2 separate regions of the Sus scrofa genome follow, and region 1 is linked to region 2. A link is a contact called in public HiChIP or PLAC-seq data. All regions are on one chromosome and are shown on one strand. Each heading gives the region's core, a stretch centred on a gene start, on an enhancer-like site or on the middle of the called end of the contact. The rest is flanking DNA. Distances are from core to core; before and after follow the strand shown.

Region 1 (4,603 bases), core at 1,505-4,004, 330 kb before region 2:
TTACATTTTCTAAGCCAGCAACAGCTGGTCTTTCTCATGCTGCATTCCTCTGGCTCTTTTTTTGCCTCCCTGTTGCCTATTTAAGGACATTTCTGATTATATTTGGCCCACCTGGATAAACCAGGCTCCTCTCCCCTTCCCAAGGTTGGCTGATGAGCAACCTTAATTCCATCTGCAACCTTAATTCCTCTTTTCCATCTAATCTAACATATCCACAGGTTCCAGGGATTAGGATGTGGGCATCTTTGCAGGGCTGGGGGGTATTATTCTGCCCACCGCATCTGCCAGAAGTTATCAATAACATGTTCCACATACTCAATGAAATCAGATCTGCCTCCTAGAGCTCTCCATGCTGTTTCAGCTGAACTGATTGCCCACTGGTCTTGCTACAGAGTCATCCCGGGATTGTCCTGTCACTGCTCTCTTGGGTCGCACCTTTAGCTTCCCAGGTCTCGTGTCTTCCAAATTCTTAGTGAACTCCTTTTTCTGCTAGAGCACATCCTCCCAACATTTCTGAAGAAAGAGTCCATGTGAAGCATACATTTGGAGTCCTCACATGTCTGGAAATGTCATTCTTCCACCTTCACGTTTGATTAATGGTTTGGCTGAGTGTAGAATTCTAGGTTGTGGATCCTTTACTCAGAATTTTGAAGGTATTGGTCCATTATCTTCCAACTTTTAGAGATCTTATTGAGAACTCTCATACTATTCTGATCCCTAATCCTTTTGTTAAGCAACTTGCTTGTTCACTATGGAAGCTTTTATGATTTATCGCTAGTGTTCTGAATTTCATGAGAATATGTCTTGGTGTGACCTTTTGTGTCGTCTTTTTTCATTCATTGTCCTGGACACTTGATGGACCCTTTCCATCTGGAGACAATTGTCCTTCAATTTAGGGACACTTTCTTGTATTATTAATTTGATAATTGCAGTCTTTCCATTTATTCATTTACTTTTTTCCTGGAGTGCATGTAAGTTGGCTATTGGACCTTCTGGACTGATTCTCTTTATTTCCTATCCTTTCTGTTCTATTTTCCATATCATTGTCTTTTATTTTACGTCCTGGGAGACTTCCTTGGCTTTATATAACTCTACTATTCCATTTATAAAATGTTGGCTATCATATTTTATATTTCCAAGATCTTTCTCTTCCTTTGATGACAAGAACTTTGCCTTCTCTATCCCCTCCTCCCTCCCATCCTCCCTCTCTCCCTTTCTCTGTCTCTCTGTTTTTGTGTCCTGTCCTTGTTTTATGGATGGAAAATCTTCCCTTAACATTCTGAGGATCTTTCACTGTTTCAGGTTTGTTTTGGTCCTTATATAGTATTTATTTTATTAAAAAATTTTTATTCAGGTAACATTAGTTTATAACAGTGTTTCATGTGTACAGCATTATATTTCTACTTCTTTACACCCTACACTATGCTCACCACCAAAACCTTAGTTCCCATCCATCGTCATACACTTGACCCCCTTTACTCATTTTGTCCTCCCCCCTTCCCACTCTGGTAATGACTACTCTGTTTTCCCTTTCTGTTTGTTTTTGTTTGGTTTTATTTATTCACTTATTTTGCTTTCCTGTTTGTTTTTTTGATTCCACATATGAGTGAAATCATACAGTATTTGTGTTTTCCCATCTGACTTATTTCACTTAGCATAATACTCTCGAGGTCTCATCCGCGTTGTCAAAAATGGCAAGATTTCATCTTGTTTGTGGCTGAGTAGTATTTCATTGTATATAGGTACCACATCTTTATCCTTTCATCCATCGGTGGGCACTTAAGGTCATTTCAATCTTTTAGTGTTTTTGGTTGTTGATAAATCTTCTTCTGTTCCCGTTGTACTTGTTTTTTCCCCTTAGTTCCTTTTTCTTGGTATATGTCTGTCTCTTTCCTTCACAGCAGAGATGATTCGGAAATATATGTTGATCTTTGACTGTTGGTACTGAACACTGAGCCACCTAAAAGCCTTTTGGCCATCCTGTGAGCCTGGCAGGGCTCTGGTGAGGGGTGACGGAGCAGTGTCATTTGGGTCCTGGCAGGAAACAGGTGCTGCCCTTAAACTGGGCCATTGAGAAGGGTTTAATAAGGAATCATTTATGAAAAGGTGGGCAGGGTTCAGGGGAAACAGCAAAGACTAAATGAGTATGCTGTAGCCCAAGGGCAGAAGGAGGGAGTCATGTTTGGAACTCCACCAGGTCTCCACAGGGGAAGGGCAGGGGGCAGGAGCTGTGGTCTTCAGCATAAGGACACAGCCAGTCAGTGACATGGAAGGGGGGGCGCGTGAAGGGACTGTATCCCCTGACTTCTCTCTCCTCATCCCTGCCGGTGCATTGCACTGGATGAACCTGACACAAAGCCATCCATACTTCCAATGCCCAGAGCAGGCTGGAGGAGGACCAAGGGTGGAAAAGGAAGGCCTTCTGCCTAGCCTGCTATCAGTCTGGGTCCATCAGCAGAACACAAGTCACGCTGCATGTTTCAGATATAAAAGACCAGAGGTAGAATTAAGGGCTTGCTTGGGGGTTGGAAGAGCTGGAGGGGGTGGTGAGGGTAGAGGTCAGGGATGTTGCCCAAGAGGTCAGAGGAGCAGACGCTTGAATGCCTTGGCCCCAAACTCCACAGTTGGATGCTGCAGCAATTCTCAAGGATCTCCAAGGAGATTCTCCCACCAACTGCTCCAGTTTATAGTGGCAAACTGCTCTCAACAGCTTAACAGGAAGCCACTGTGAAGCCCATCCGCCCACGTGTCTGGTTTCCACAATCACCAGGGAACTAGTGTTTGGTTTCAGTTTCTTGTGCATCTGCATCTGGGGAATCTCTGTTCTTGGCCCCTTTGATTTTTCTGGAGAGGGAACCTCCTATCCCCTGCCTGTAGCTCGGTCACTAGAGTTCTGGAAAGTCTTGGGATTCATGTCTAGTGGAGGAAGGTAAGGTGAGGACTGAGAGTCCAGCCACTCAGTGTACAAAGGGAGACACTGTCCCCCTGACCACAGCCCTGAGCCTTGCCTGAATTTTGCTCAGCCCAAGTGCCCCCTTCTTGGGGTCAGCTGCAGACCCCTATTTGGTGGCTTCCTGCTACCTCTCATACCCTTCCCGGGCTGCCTTTTGAATGCCAGCATCACCTTGAAATGCCTAGTCTTATGCTGCTTCCTCTCCTCTTCTCCTTGTCGTCGTGGGTGGAGTCCCTCTTTATTCCTTTATCATCATCTTTCTGGTATTTGAGGGGGAAAGATGGTGACACAAGTAGCCAGTGTGCTAGGAAGAACTAGAAATGTGTATTTCTTTAGACTGCTATAGGAGTTCCCGTCGTGGCGCAGCGGTTAACGAATCTGACTAGGAACCATGAGGTTGCGGGTTTGATCCCTGGCCTTGCTCAGTGGGTTAAGGATCCGGCATCGCTGTGAGCTGTGGTGTAGGTCACAGACGCAGCTCAGATCCTGAGTTGCTGTGGCTCTAGTGCTAGGCCGGCGGCTACAGCCCCGATTAGAGCCCTAGCCTGGGACCCTCCATATGCCGCATATGAGCAGCCCTAGAAAAGGCAAACACACACACACACACACACACGACTGCTACAAATTGTCAGAGTAGATGCTTACTTTAAGCTCCTGTAATAATAATATTTGAATGTTTGTTCAATTATAGTCATTATTTATTCTAAGATATTCAAATAAGGAAAACTATGAGATAATATAACAACTTTTACAAACAAACTTTTTCATTACTAAAATTATGGTCATTAAAGAAAATCTGGAGCAATGCCAGACATCACACTAAGCACTTGGCAAGCATTAGCCCCTTATAGCCTCATGCCAACCCATTTTCCAGATGAGGAGCCTGAGACACAGCGATGTTCAGAATGCTCCCAAGATGGTGTCCCAGTTAGTACCAAGTGAAGCCTGAATCATTCATCCTCAGGCCGGGCACCTGCATTCGCTGCAGGCTCAGAAAATACAACGGGAAAGAACCAACTACAGCTATGTGATTCCAGATGAGCTTTTAACCTTTTGGAGTATTGCTGCCAAAGCTTTTAAAGTATTTTCTAAGTTAAAATGTGATTGTCAGTAAAAGGTATGTGAAGATAGGTATTTCGGGTTTTATCACTTGGTGTCATGTCATAAGCCTTTTGTATATGTAGAAATTTCATTCCAAGCATCCACTTAAATTTTATATTAAGGCCATAGAACAGGAATTTTCAACCATGAAAAAAAAATTGGATCGCTTTGTTCCCCTTCCGACAACTCTGTAGTTTCTAAGGGAATCAGACACAGCCGTCTTTACCTTGCCAGACGACCTGCCTCTCTCCTGCCAAGGGACATAAGGGCATTTAGCCTCTCTGAACTCGAGTCTCCTCACTCGTAAAATAGGGAGAGTGACAACTTCCACTGTTGTCATGAGAATTGAAAAGAGGATAAAAGCGTATCACAGCTGCCCACTTCTCCATAAACGGGAGGGATTATCTTAAGATAGATTTTTCAAAAGATAGCTAACACACTGTATTTCTGTGTAAGGTTGAACCTTTTTACTCCTTTCTTTGGGCACTAAGAAAAGGTTGAAATATTTAGGGAGTTTCCTTGTGCTACAGTGGTTAAGGATGCAGCATT
Region 2 (4,431 bases), core at 17-2,516:
TGGCATTGCTGTGGCTCTGGGGTAGGCCAGCATCTATAGCTCTGATTAGACCCCTAACCTGGGGACCTCCATATGCTGGGGGTGAGGCCTTGGGGAAAAAAAATAGAAGGGCCCTGAGAGAGTCAGGCCTAGCAGTGAGCATCTTGGCCTGTCCCCGAGCCCACGAGCCCACTGATCTGGCTGGAGAGCTGGGGCCCTTTGGAGCTGCTTGGCTCCTGCTTGGTCTCAGGGCGTCACTGATAATTTTCTTGTGCTGTCTCTGCAGAGCATTAACCTTGGGTTCCAGTTGCTTTGCCCCATGAGATGAGTTCATACTGAGCAATTATTCATTCCCCAGGCACTAGGACAAAGTCCTGTAAGATTATCCCAGGTGTAATGTAATGTAATGGTTTGTCCCGACCAGTGACTTGTGCTTGATTTTGTATATTCCACAAAAGGAAGTCATTTGTAGACGACACCTGCCTGTTCATTAATAGAATAAAGCTGTCACATAGCCAGACCACTTATTATAGCCCCCAACAAGAGAGCTGTCCCCAAAATAAGGAGGGAAGCAAAACATACATGATTTTGATCTTTTCTGTCCTAAGCCAGCCTGTTTGCAGTTATGGCAGTTCAAGATGCTTTTAGCTGTAAATAAAAAATGTGTGACTCAAATTAGCTGAAATGGCAGGACTTGCTCATTTCACATGGCCAGAAGTATGGACACTTGCTCATTCCAGGGTTGGTGAATGGCTCACTGGGGTGGCCCGTCACCCAGGCTCTTACCGTTTTCCTGCTCTGTTATCCTCAAGATCCCCAAGAGCATCTCCCTCATGGTTCATAATAGAGTGTGTTAGTCATTTGTGCAATGGCAGGAAAAAGGCTGAAAAGTGCTGCTGCAAGAAGTAGCAGGAAGAGGCTCGAAACACGCCGGGTACACAGGTGCTTAGTGGTCGAGCCGGGATTTGAACCCAGACCACCTAGCTCCAAAGCCATGCCTATCTTAGTCTGCTAGGTTACCATAGCAGAACTTAAACAAAAGACACCTATTTCCCACAGTCCTGGAGGCCGTGAAGGCCAAGATCAAGGCACCAGTAGATCCTGTGTCTCTGGAGGACCCTCTTCCTGGTTCACTGACGCTGTCTCCTCGCTGCGTCCTCAAAGGGTGGCAGGGGCGAGGGGGCGCTAGTCTCTTTCTCTTCGTCTCAGGACACTAAGTCCCTCCACAGCTCAGGCATCTTCTTCTTACACAACAGCATCCCAAGCAGAAAGGAAGCGGAAGCAGCCACCCATATGGCCTTCTCAGCTGCTTCTCTAGGCAGAGAGGAAACTTCGTTCCCAGAGGCTCGCCGTAGACTTCCTTTTATTTCTCAGTGACCCGAATTGGGCTCCACGGCCACCTCTAAACCAACCAGAGGCCAAGAGGAGCAGGAACACCATTACTGGTGTAGCCCAGCCATGCTTCAGCTGAGCACGTTGTCCTGAAACAAAACCGGGGCTCCGTTAGAAAGGAGAGCGGGAATGGTCAGAGAAGGCAGCCCTTCATGAAACAGTCTACCTGTCAGGAAGACAGGGCGTGGCTCCATTCGCCAGCAAGGATGAGTCTCCGGGTCGGCCCCTTTCTGCCAGCCCTTCCTCTGTGCGTCACATACATACCTACACTTGATGTGTAAATCCCCAGAACTCTGTAAAAGCAGGTGACCCCTGGGCCTGACCATTTGTTGAAGGAGGTAGCCGAGTCAAGGCAAAGGCCTTCCTCTTGAACACATGCCGGATCAGCCACAGCCGATGGGAACTCTCTGAGGGCAGGCTCGTTTCTGCCACGGTCACTGGTGTAGCCTTGGCATCTAGCTCTGTATGTCGCACAGAATAGTTACTTAGTCCTGACAGAGCTAATGAATGGGCAGACTGATGGCTGAAGAAGGTAGCGTCTCCACTGAGCGATGCTTCTGGAAGCAGAATGGTGCCGGGCTCTGTGCATCATCTGGAGAAGTAGAAGCTTGCTCCCCATTTCCAGGGGCTTAATAGTCTACAGGTAGGTGGAGGTCAGAGAACGGCGGTACAACCAGAGGAGGCGGCTGCCTTCTCTTGTCTTTTGAAATCAACGACCAGCATGCACTTGCCCAAGGACATTGTACCTTGTGAGAACTGCTTATCGTGTTGTCGCACCCTCCAAAATGGACTTGGATTTGTGGAAGAAAGAGGATTCCGCCTTTAACCCCGCGTTCAGTGGCTTTCGAGGATTTCCAAATCTAGCTGTCGAGGGGGGAAAGAGAGATCACGTGGCTCTTTCCTCTGTGCTAGCTTGTTAAACCGAGGAGGAAACGATTCTTTTACTCAGTTCGAGTCACCTTTGTTGGATGAGCAAAGGGTGGAAACAGCCTTCGTCAATGATGAAGCATAGCAAGTAAGGAAAAGAGGTGTTTGGGGCGTGTTACAAGAACCTTCCCTCACTCCTATGGTTGCTCTTCAAAAAACCTGTTTTATTTTTGTTTCAGACCTAGAAGGGTTTGACTCCGTGGTGTCGTCTACTGAGAAACTCAGTCACCCAACCACAAGTCGACCCAAAGCCACGGGGAGGCGGCCTCCGTCCCAGTCGCTCACATCCGTAAGTGTCTCCTTGCGTTGCGCCAGCGGGAAAGCGGGAAAGCCTGGAGACTCTAGCTGAGGACTCCGTGCAAGTAGCTGATTGGAGGACTCACTGGGAGAGGAAGGTCATGTGACACACTGCTGAACAGGAGTGTCTGCTGGAATCAAGCAGTCTTTCTTTTTGTTCTTTTTGTCTGCCAGCGAGGTGGGAACTCGTGAGTCCCACTTTCCTTCTCTCTCCTCCCCGACTGATTCTTGTTTGAACCTGAGATGAAATTGGTAAGGAAAACATTGTCCTGTTTTATGGTGGGAAAGGCGAGCAAGGCTGGTTTGGTCTGTCCTCAAGGGAGAACTTTAAAAAAATAAAAGGCTCTGCCGCTCTACAGCACTTGGCACTGGCCGATCCTTTTTCTCTCAAAGCCCTGTCCTCGGCAGCCCTCCCCAGAACCCCACGCGGACCTTTAGGCGATGGCTTTTAAACATACGAGGCCCCGGGTCATGCAGGAAAGCATAGTCAGACGCCTCTGGATAACCCACAGAAGTTTTTGTTGGGGTCGTTTTGAATACCTTCACTGCTTATTAGAAACCTGTAACACTTTTAGTGTACCAAATTTGAGGAACAAAATGCGTAAAGATGTAAGTTACCTGTGGTCCTGCTCCGCAGAGCCGAGACCTGTTACCCTCCTGCTGTATATCCTTTACTTCTTCAAAACTGGGGTCACACAGAACACACGGCATTGGAACTTGCTTCCTCCCCCTTCCACTGTGCACCTTCTCCCCCGTCATTGCACATCCTTCCATCGCATCACAGCCTACGGCCGCCTAGTGTTCTCACCTGGACATTTATGTTCTTTCCATTTCTTCATCATAAACACTGACATGAATGACACTGTAGAAGAATGTTCATGCTACTGCCAGCAGTGTATGTGTGCGGGGGGCGGTGGGGGGGGTATGTCTCTGTCTGCCTGTCTGTCCGTCTGTTTATCTGTCTCGCTATGTCACATTGCCTTGTCCATCAAGGAATGAACCTCTTTCAAGTTTCCCAGGACACTTTCTCCTGATCCTACCAAAGGGGTCCCCCTTTAGAAGAAGAAGCGTACCATTTCCTTTGAACCTCTTCTCTCAATAACCACTGAGTCTGGAAGCGTGATTTGAGTCATCCTCTTCTTCCTCGTTGTGGAAAACATAGCGAACGATGTGTTGACATCTGTTGGGAGAAAGACTTAAGTGGCTTGCTTTTCCACTCCTATATAGAGCCCTGTGTCAACACCACCTTCTCCCCTCTCCCGTCTCCACACCTTCCCCAAGCACCTCATATACACACAGCCGCTTTAATTGATTCTTAGTAGCTCTGTGTTTATATTTTTAATCCTACCTCCCAAATCGTCTCTATAAATCCTGCGTCATTTTTGTTTCCCCTCTGGATTTTTTTCCAACTTTTCAAGATCTAGAGGGCCTTGAGGCATCAGAATTAAATACAGAAAAATTCACCCCACCCTTGGTGCATGCATCCCGCATCTGGGAGTTTATATATATTTAGGGGAGACCAGGCAAAAGCATCTCAGCTTCACTCCACGTTTAGACTATGCATTTGTTCATTCACTCATCCAGCAAATACTGACAGGCATCTCCTAGGGGTTCTGCTCTGTGCCAGGTCCCAAGGACGCAATGGGGAATGAGATGGACATGGTCCCCGCCTGCAGGAAGCTTATGGCACAGTGGCTCAAAGTTTGATGTTTTATACAGAACAGTTTTTGTTTGTGGACCTAAAACAACAGGATACATTTCTGCTTGAAAGTACAATTACCATGCTCTCTTCCCTTCATTCCTATCTGTCTCCATATGGACCTGTACACTCAATTC

Evidence for each region. HiChIP or PLAC-seq counts read pairs in DNA pulled down with a chosen protein or histone mark.
Region 1: an H3K27ac HiChIP or PLAC-seq map of alveolar macrophages shows a contact between it and region 2. The contact joins two enhancer-like sites. A contact is called at or near these places in 3 of 5 promoter capture datasets (fetal skeletal muscle, liver and skeletal muscle), 12 of 47 Hi-C or Micro-C datasets (alveolar macrophages, embryonic fibroblasts, fetal liver and 7 more) and 2 of 2 datasets of contacts at active chromatin or transcription factors (alveolar macrophages and skeletal muscle).

The regions. Positions count from the first base shown.
Region 1 is chrX:16,233,537-16,238,139 of Sscrofa11.1, reverse strand. No RefSeq gene overlaps it. Among named protein-coding and RNA genes, the nearest start is that of SH3KBP1, 6.6 kb to the right of the region's middle. Within about 2 kb of position 2,754, at least 4 of the 83 cell types and tissues checked have an H3K27ac peak or open chromatin away from gene starts, as enhancers often do. A contact at or near this core is called in alveolar macrophages, where this site is marked.
Region 2 is chrX:15,900,361-15,904,791 of Sscrofa11.1, reverse strand. It overlaps SH3KBP1 (SH3 domain-containing kinase-binding protein 1), which reads left to right. Exons shown (of 18, transcript XM_013985983.2): 14 at 2,478-2,587. Among named protein-coding and RNA genes, the nearest start is that of MAP3K15, 35 kb to the right of the region's middle. Within about 2 kb of position 1,266, at least 1 of the 83 cell types and tissues checked has an H3K27ac peak or open chromatin away from gene starts, as enhancers often do. A contact at or near this core is called in alveolar macrophages, where this site is marked.